Linked DNA regions of Drosophila melanogaster: regions 2 and 3 are each linked to region 1. The links are chromatin contacts, called in public Hi-C maps. All regions are on one chromosome and are shown on one strand. Each heading gives the region's core, a stretch centred on a gene start, on an enhancer-like site or on the middle of the called end of the contact. The rest is flanking DNA. Distances are from core to core; before and after follow the strand shown. Region 1 holds the start of Apc (APC-like). Region 2 holds the start of Vha100-1 (Vacuolar H[+] ATPase 100kD subunit 1). Region 3 holds the start of eEF1gamma (eukaryotic translation elongation factor 1 gamma).

Region 1 (2,832 bases), core at 177-2,676:
CTCGGTAACGTGCGGGGGTGGTTGGCATGGTATCCGGCGTTTCGCGGAAAAACGCGTGAATCGCCGCAAAAGGCAGCAATAAAAACAAAGGCCGCGCACGTGACGCCCAGCGGGGGGTGGTGGGTAGCTTGGAAAAGTGGGTGGCACACCGCCTACTCTTATTATTTACTCACCAACTCCGTATTTGTTGTTCGAAGGTATCCACATTTTGTCGCTGCTGCTTCGCTGCAAGTTAAGCCGAAAAAATCCAACTTAGCCGGCCACTCCTTGCATTTATAATTAATCAACGGTTTTTTGAGGAAACACCCTTTTCATCGGCAAATATCTGCATTTGAATTCGCATTTATAACGGCCAATATTTATCAACAATTTTTCGCAATAGCACACATACACACTCGTACACATCTACGCACTCAATAAAACTTTCGCTTTTGTTGTTGTCTATCTCCTTCTCTTTCTCGCACTTTATCTTGTTTAATAACTACAACTACAAGCAGAAAATACACTTGCTACATTGTTGTTGTCGCTGGAAGGCAACGATCGCGGTTCCAATTGGCAATGATTACCGCTAGGTGGAAGAAAAGGAAGTGGCTGATTGGGAAGTCTGGAAGTGGTGGCTTTGCTTTTGTTGCCTTTTTCACGGACCCGCGCACACACAAACAAGAAAATCAATACGAATTTGGGACTCCCAGCCGAACTTCCAATTGGATTTCTACACTGTGCGCAATTTAAATTGCTTGTCCCTTGGCTTCGCGAATTATTACCGTTGTTTTCTGCTGCACTTGCAACGCGTTTAATTTTCGCTATTTTTTGCGTTTTATTATTTTTCGCGTTCTCCGCTGCGCAGCTTCCCGGGCGCAGCAACAACAAATATCCGTCCGCCGCTCAGCTGTTTGAAGAACAACAACAAAATTCGGGATTCGTCGGCTTATATACGTTGCAGTGTGGCCAGTTGCTAAGCGATGGATTATTTACTATTGCATTTTTGAGGGAATTTTCATTTTAGCGGTGACGGTCACACCGGTATTTATGGTCTAGCTAAGACCCGAACCAATTCGCAGTTACAGTTTTGGAGGCACATTCATTCAATGTATTCAATAATTTAACAAACAAAACAATACCAAATCCGTTTTAATATGCAGTCCATAGCGTTGGTCTGACTCGGCCCCATTAACTCTATCCCATTTTTTTTTAAATTTTTTCTTTTAAATTAACGGTGTACGTATTACTTAACCGAGATATATAATGAATAAAATATAAGCACTAAATCTTTAAGGTTAGAAAATAAATTGCAGTATAAATATATTACGAACGAAGTAAATATTCAAGCGATATATATGATCCCAAGATATCGCTACATTCTCCCATCCCTAGCAGCTATTTCTTGTTGGTTTTTCGAATTCTCGATATAACAGTCACACTGCTCGCCGCGGTTGGTCGCAATTTTTGTTGATAAGCGGACTCGGAATTTCGGCCGCGCTGCGTATTTGTTTTGTCGCGAAACAAGCCAAGAATCCAAATAGTGGCAATATCTGTGGGCAAACAAGTGATAAAGCGGGAAATGTGTCATCTGGTGGGCGAGGAAGCTGCCGAGAAATTGTGTTTTTAGTCAAGGTACGCCAATCGGAGAATCTCTGGGTTCGTGTGTGTGTGGGAGTATAGTCGCTGACTCTTCCAATTGGAATTGTTCTTTTTGGGCCTGACAATAAAACGCAGAATGTTTACTCAATAAATGCGCACCATATACAGCTGGCGAATACAAATGTGTTTAGCTCAACTTGGAGCATGAGATACTCTTTAGTAGTTTCCTGTTCTCCTGCCGATTCCTTTTACAGGAAAAATCAATAAAGGTCCCAATCAGAACGCGACTGCGCCCTAGTGTGGGTGTGCAAAGTGCGTGCATGTGTGTGTCTATGTGTGTGAGTGCTCCTTTATCAGTTGGAAAACGCAGTGTGTTTCGTTTGTTTCGTTGTTGTTGTTTTCGTTTTAGTTTTCCAACAGCTGCAAGTGATTGTGGCACGCCTAATTGATAACTATTTTCGAGCACTTCCATTCAACTTCACCTCAGCATAATTAATCACCGCATTAAGGAAAATACGTTAATATCGGCACGCTCGATTGTCTTACATGCCCACAAACATGGGAGAAAAGGAAAACACAATTCCACACTGCATGCGCTCGTATTTAGTTTCCCTTTTACTTTTCTACAATTTACATAATCATCATCTCGCGGCGGCAAAGACACAAAACAACCGGGCAGCAAAACAAAAGTGGCGTTCATTAAACCAGCTCATAAATGCACACACAGAAATCATAAGTACATACATATGTACATATGTACAGTAGTTAGTATGTAGTTTCATTATTTAATGTTTTTGCGTACATTTCCCTGTGGTTTGATGGCTCGCGGTGTCATCATCTTTACCGCTTTTCCTTCCCCCGCAAATCTTCCATTCTTTTTTCTTTGATAATTCTGCCGCGAATATTTCGTATGCAAAATGTGTGCCAAGCCAAAAAACCGCACAGTGGGTGGGATGGGGCGATGTGGTGGCAAAATTGGTTATTAGCTTAATGGGAATTCACTTATTGGAGAAATATTTTTTATTTTTGCTATTCCCTTCTAATTGTAATTGTAATTGTACCATTTTTAGGGGAGGGTGTGACGAAAACCACCCTTCAGATCATCAATCTGCCAAAAAAAATATTTCCCTCTTTCAAATATTTCAACCTAGTATTCATTTTATCACAACAAATTACACTTTCCAAATTAGGTATTCATATGTCGGTTTAAAATAACTTTTAAGACCTTACCCTCTATAAGGTGATGAAGCT
Region 2 (3,000 bases), core at 432-2,931, 290 kb before region 1:
GGAACGCGACCGAAAGAAACAATAACCATCAACTGATATCAAACGCACATTACGATATATATGTACAAACTCAAACTGAAGGGTAAGAAAGCACACTTCGTTTGCCTTTGGAAGCAGAGAAGGAGGATATACGTGCCGAGTGGGGAGATACGGGGAAATAATTTTAGAGTGTAATTTGGGATAGATTGCTTATGTGACTAGAAGTCGTGGCTGCCACACTTGTGTTGTCGGTTGGGAAATTGGTTATTGCTTAGAAAATTTGGTTAGTTACCGGCCGCTTCAATGGCCGGCATTTGTTAATGGTAAATCGGTAACCGATCGCAGTTTGTTAGCTGATACCCATATGGAGTTACTCATGCCGCAGCTTACCTCATCGAAGAACACTTGGGTTTTGCGCAAAATATGCTTCAGCTCGGTCAGCTCCAGAAAGTTGCGCTTCAGGGCCTCGGCGTTCTGATTCACCTCCCTCAGCTCGTTCTCCAGCTTCTCAAAGGTGGCCTGAGCAGCAGACAAGAAAGCCATATAAGTTCAACAGTGTTTAGCAGAAAACAGGGAGTATGGCGGCGTATACCTCCAGGTCGATCATCTCGCGGGGCTGCGGGGCCTCGGGACTCTCCCCGGTGTCCAACATGGGGATGCCGTCCTTCTTGATCTCCTTCTCCAGGTAACGCAGCTTGCGCTCCATCTCATCGCAGCGGCGCACCTCGTTGACGAACTTCCTCTGGAAAGCGTTGACATCGGGATTGAGCTGCGGATTTCAAAAGATTGGTTTGTTATTGGGGGATCTCAAAGATACTTCATTTGTGCGATCAAGATATAGCACTTATGCCACTATATTTTTCAATTTTATTTAAATGAGGTAACACACGTAGTTATACTATACACTTAGTAGCTGGTGTCACCAGCTTTGCATTTACTTTGCATTCGCGTTAAAGGGGACGTTTCATGGAATACCGAATTCGCTAATGAGGTAAGGGGTATGATTGTGGTTTATGGTTAGTCAGTGCGGCTGCCTCGACCGCAGCTTTATGTAACCCATCCTACTCACATCTCGGAACTGGACCAATCCCAGTTCTCCCAACTCGGAGACGCAGGCGTAGGCCGCCTCGCTCTGCAGGAACAGCTGGCACAGCGCCATTTCCTCGCTGCGGAATAGGGAACCCATTGTGGCAGCCGGATTCCCGATATCTGCGAATGGAGAACAGACACTAAATCAGAATGCATATGTACATATATAGTACACAATGGGCCCATTCAATTGCATGATTCATGGCCAAACTGGGTTTCTTCCTAAGTTTTGCGGCCGTGTCGCATACATATTTTCATGCTGATTTGGTTATCGTTTCGGTGGGCGGACGTTCGCTTGTCCCCCAGATTATTTGTCTGTAATCTATACTATATATGCGCCGAGATTCGATTTCTATACCCCATGCGTATATTGATTTTTCTCCGCCGCGGACAAAAAGAAAGTGCTACGTTGGACCCGGATGCCAAGGTTTTCGGCTCGTTGGGGGTCAGCCAGTGACTGGGCTCGAGCTTTATCCGAAAACTATTTAGTTTGTCAGGGGGTCACTTCGAAATGAACGTCGATTAGTTAATTACCAAGTGCTTAAAAATTAAATATAAATTCGTCCACAAACTCCAGCAACCGACAAATTTCCGAACTATGAATCTAGTGTGACCGTGGCAGGTCATTGGATTTATACCAATCGAGTAACTAGGGAAATAAATTTGTACTTAAAAACAAATATCTGGGAAATATTATAAAAAACATTTAAAAAACACAAATGCTATTCGCAGTTACTATTCCTAGGGAAAATAAATAGATTTATCCCTTTTATATAACATTTTTCGTCAATATAAACAGGCAGTGGGAACGTCTTCATTCAGTTGAATTCAACCACTTGGTAACACTGGGCAGCAACAAAAACAAAGAACTTCAAACTAAACCGCCATATTTTACTTAATTTCTGTGCTAAAATATGGATCGGACCATAATTGCACCGTGGAAGGCCGAAGAGAAGGAGCAGAGCGAGAAGCTCCACAGGAAGCTGCAGGGACTGGCCCTGGTGCACCCCCTGCCGGACGAGCTGCGTAAGCTGATTGCCTGGGACATGTTCCTCAAGCCCAACCAGGTGGCCTTCGTGCATGTGATGCACTACCTCTTCCGTCTGCTGGATCCCGCGGAGTTCAAACGCCGCTTCTTCTGGCCCATCACCGACAAGAAGTCGGAGGCGAACTTTCGCTCCAGCACGGTGGAGTATCTGAAGCATCTGAACGAGAAGCACCAGCTGCATTGGGCCAACATCAAGTCGTATCTGGTGGTGATGCCCGGAGGCATGAGGTTCATCAACTTCCTGCTCGAGTTCGTGGGCTTCGTGATCCAGGAGCTCATCAAGCAGCGCGAGAAGTCACTTGGCTTAGAGGCGGGAACACCAAACGTGAGCGCCAAGGTCATGGCCCGCCAAAATGCCGTGATGAAGGAGTACGCTTCTTCGTATGTGGTCAATCTGGAGGAGAATACGGCCCTGTTGCGGGACAAGACCCAGAAGATCAGACGCCTGATGGCCGATCTGTCTGCAGACATGGGAGTGCCCGAGGAGCAACTGGCGGACGATGGCTTTCTGGATGAGTTCGAGGCCACCGCTGCACTCGGCGTGGAGCGGGTCATTACCCAACCCACCGAAAGGAAATTCGACCTGGAGGCATCTCTGTGCGGTCTCAAGGAGGCCATCGATCTTTTCCAGGTGAAGCAAGCCGAGAACAACCAGAGCAAGGAGGCGGTGGAGAAGGCACTTCGGGGCATGCGAGTGCTGTTCGACTGTGATGCAGTCACAGAAGGAGGTGAGACATCTTTGGTTGCATCCTTGCAGGTCTTTAAATTTAAATGGTTTTTCAATTCCTTCGCAGATTTCTACGATCCTTTGGGCGCATCAAAAATGGATGCGCTCTTAAACGGCTTTAATCGGATCAGCGGCACAATTGCCGAGCAACTGGATG
Region 3 (3,310 bases), core at 233-2,732, 380 kb before region 1:
GACCTCGTAGTCGATCTGCCAGTCGGGGGAGAGCGTGAAGGCCAGATCCTGTCCGCGCCACACCCAGATACCGGAGATGGTGCTGTTGCCGTCCTCGCCGAACAGGCAAACGGAGGCGAAGGCCGCCTTGCGCATCTTGTCCAGACGCTGGAACATGCCGGTGATGAGATTGCACGACATGAACACCTTGGACAGCTCCTCGTTGTATTTGTACTCGCCAAACCAGATCGAGTAGTTCTCGGCATCGAACTTATCGAAGAAGTAGGGAATGGACTTGGCCTCGTCCTCGTTGGAGTACACGCGCTTGAAGTCATCGAAGTTGAAGGTGCCCTTGGGCAGCGCATCGAAGGGGTCCTTGGACTTGGGCTCGGCGGCCAGGGCCTCATCGGCGGCGTCCAACTCCTCGGCGGGCTCGGCAGCCTTCTTGGGCGCCTCCTTCTTTTCCTTGGGCTTCTTCTCCTGCTTCTGCTGCTGAGCCTGCTGCTGGGGCTTGGCGGCTCCGGTCTTGGCCTGGAACTCGGCGTACTTCTTGGGGTCGAAGACCAGGGCCTTCTCGCACAGCTTGTAGTCCTTGACGACGGCCTGGACCTGCTTCTGGTTGAGGATGGTGACGAACCAGCGGTTCACGTTGCCGAAGGCACTGCGCACACTGGGCTCCAGGACGTACTCGTACAGGTGGAGCAGACTGCTGAAGACCACAATGTCGGCCAATGTGATCCTCTCGCCGGCCAGGAAGGTGGCGTCCTGCAGCTTCTGGTTGAGCTGCTGCAGCACAGCCTCGGCCTCTTGCTTGGCAGTGCTGTTCTTCTGCTGCGGCAGAATGCCCAGCAGGGGGAAGACCCAGGCACAGGAGGCAGGCACAATCTCGTTGTCGGCGAAGGAGATCCACTGCTGGACCTGGGCCTGCACGAAGGGGCACTTTCCGCCGCGCAGCTGCTCGTTGGCCAGCAGGTAGGCGATGGCATTGGACTCGCTCAAGTACTGTCCTTCGGCGGTCTCAAAGGCGGGCACCTACGGGCACATATCGTGTTGATGACCTGGCACTAGCCACACCCACAAAAAAAGCGGACTCACCTTGCCACCGGGGAACTTCTTGAGGAACTCAGCCGACTTGTTGGTCTCGCCGAACTTGAAGTTGTCGGCCACTTTCACCTGGGCTCCGGAGTACTGGGCTGCGATGAGCGCCTTGTAGGCCCGGAAGTTCTCGGGGTAAGTGTACAGAGTCTGCAAATATGGGTGGATTAGTTGTGATATCGTGGCAGCTAACCGGCATCTGGAAATTCGCAAATTCACATGGCTCGAAGCCACGGATTGGAAAATCCTCACTGCCCTTGTGCGTACGTACTCCTTTCACCATGGTGGATTCGCCGTTTAAATCGTCTGCCTGCAAATACAGTATTAAATACGATATAGTGGCAAATTCAGCGAAAAAACGCGGAGCACACGCACTCACCGGAAACGAAGAAGAGAAGGGACGGAAACAGGGCTGCAGGAGTCATCATGGTTACGGCGATATATCGATATTTCCTAGGCCATTTTGGTCATCGATGATTTCTATTCGACCTCGATGTTAAATTATACCTAAAAACATAAATCATTATCGTTTTTGGTATATTTATTTATCACATTTCAATTTGTAAATAAAGTCCAATAAGTGGGGTTTCAATAACAGCGTGCTGTTAAGCGCAAGGCGTTCCACCACTAACTGATCGTTAGTAAGAAAGATCCAATTTCAAATAAGGTGCGTTTATTCTAAAACGACCCGTATTTTTTTGAATTTAAAGTGTTCCCCTATGAAGATATCTGTGATCTCGTTTTATATTTATATTTAGCATACTGTTTAGTATTGCCTGATATTTCATAATTTAAATTTAAATACAGTGTTGTAAAGGGAAAACATAATCTCTGCGAATAGCAGCCTAATCGATGTTAACAGCAGCGAACTATGTTAAGATGGAAGATGAATTTAAGGAAGATTTTTAATTTAATATAAAAACGTTTTATTTATATTACAACGTCAAAGAAAGCAGTATTTGTGAAGTTTATATATTGTTGACATCCTTAAGTTCTTCTGTTGTTTAGGTCAATGATCTGAATATTGAACATTTTTTATCTCACATTAAATATTTGCCGTGTTCATAAACCAAGAAGCCAAAGACGACGCATTACTTAATGAAAACCATTACAGGTACTTTATTTAGATGCTACAAACATGATCACTACGTTCCCCCCACCCCTGCAGAATGCATCAGCATCGAATCGATCGAGGGCCTTCCTTCTCGACAGCATCCTCTTTTTTTTCCGAACGGAAATGCCGCGCATTGGGACGGACTGAGTGACTGAGTCGGTGTCCCGGGGATCGGGGCAAACATTTTTCCAGCTGCCGCCGTCGTAGAGTTCAAGTTCTGCATTGCTCTAATCGCTGCATTGTCATCTTCTCCAGCTCCAGCTCCAGCTTCTACTCTGGCTGCAACTCCAACTCCAGCTGCAGCCCCTTTTCCCAATCACCGCTTGGCGAAGTGCAGGCTTTCGCTGCTTGTGCTTGTTCTGAGCCGATGTTGCTGTTGATGCAGTTGTTGCTGCATCTGGTGGTGTTGGAGCCGTGGGTTGGTATGAGTTGGTATTGCCGCGCTTGTGGGAACGAGCACACATAGCAGGAAAACTATTTTCAAATTGGAAAGGTTTTGCACTTCTCCAACGCGCCGCGTTCGACGACGACAACCTCTTTCTCGTTAGTTTGTTCTTTTAACTATTATATCAATTAGTTGCGGCGTTTGACGGCTTCTTGTTGCTGCTGCTGCTGCTGTTCCTGATTGTTATTGCTGCTGCTGCTGCGGCTGCTTCGACCAGGAGGAAGTGGAAATCCAGTGCAGGGAAAGCCAGCTGCCGCGGCCGTTGCAACTGAATGCGCTTCTCGGCTTTGCCACCGCCGGTCGGGGTTGCAAACTCGCGGGGCCCATATTCATTTAGAAAATATGTAAATAAGCCAGCCGAGCCGCCGAAGTGAAGTGCCCTGCTCTCTCCTCCCTGCGGTGCGTTGGCATTTAAATGAGCGTGAAGCAAATCGTGTGGGAGGAGTAGCTTCATGGCCGTGCAGCAAGTGGCCATACAGTAGCCATCTATCCCTAGCCACGGAGCACTAACAATGGCCCACGGGGTTGAAAGGTGTTCCGGCTTCATTCCTTTGGCCTGAAATTAAAATTGGAGAGCAGCGAAATGCTGTGTTAATAGCGGCAGCAGGTGTTACAGTTACACTCAAACGCCCACGCAACAGAACGCACATACATACGTACATATGTAGGTACATGTG

The links. A called contact is a pair of places that touch in the nucleus more often than the background predicts.
Region 2: a Hi-C map of the Kc167 cell line shows a contact between it and region 1, with 4 times the contacts expected there. The contact joins the promoter of Vha100-1 here to the promoter of Apc in region 1. A contact is called at or near these places in 10 of 107 Hi-C or Micro-C datasets (the Kc167 cell line, the ML-DmBG3-c2 cell line, the S2 cell line and 5 more).
Region 3: a Hi-C map of the Kc167 cell line shows a contact between it and region 1, with 6 times the contacts expected there. The contact joins the promoter of eEF1gamma here to the promoter of Apc in region 1. A contact is called at or near these places in 8 of 107 Hi-C or Micro-C datasets (the Kc167 cell line, the ML-DmBG3-c2 cell line, the S2 cell line and 4 more).

What each region holds. Positions count from the first base shown.
Region 1 is chr3R:28,843,342-28,846,173 of dm6, reverse strand. Apc (APC-like) reads left to right here and starts at 1,426. Exons shown (of 4, transcript NM_057804.3): 1 at 1,426-1,614. spg (sponge) reads right to left here and starts at 874. Exons shown (of 13, transcript NM_170379.5): 1 at 765-874; 2 at 174-225. The coding sequence starts at 207.
Region 2 is chr3R:29,129,874-29,132,873 of dm6, reverse strand. Vha100-1 (Vacuolar H[+] ATPase 100kD subunit 1) reads right to left here and starts at 1,681. Exons shown (of 11, transcript NM_170395.3): 1 at 1,603-1,681; 2 at 1,049-1,188; 3 at 572-748; 4 at 370-498. The coding sequence starts at 1,165. It overlaps dgt6 (dim gamma-tubulin 6), which reads left to right and starts at 1,902. Exons shown (of 4, transcript NM_143414.4): 1 at 1,902-2,844; 2 at 2,911-3,000. The coding sequence starts at 1,983.
Region 3 is chr3R:29,218,344-29,221,653 of dm6, reverse strand. It overlaps eEF1gamma (eukaryotic translation elongation factor 1 gamma), which reads right to left and starts at 1,482. Exons shown (of 4, transcript NM_170401.3): 1 at 1,454-1,482; 2 at 1,346-1,384; 3 at 1,075-1,224; 4 at 1-1,011. The coding sequence starts at 1,357. lncRNA:CR31044 (long non-coding RNA::CR31044) reads right to left here. Exons shown (of 3, transcript NR_037770.1): 3 at 1,987-3,189.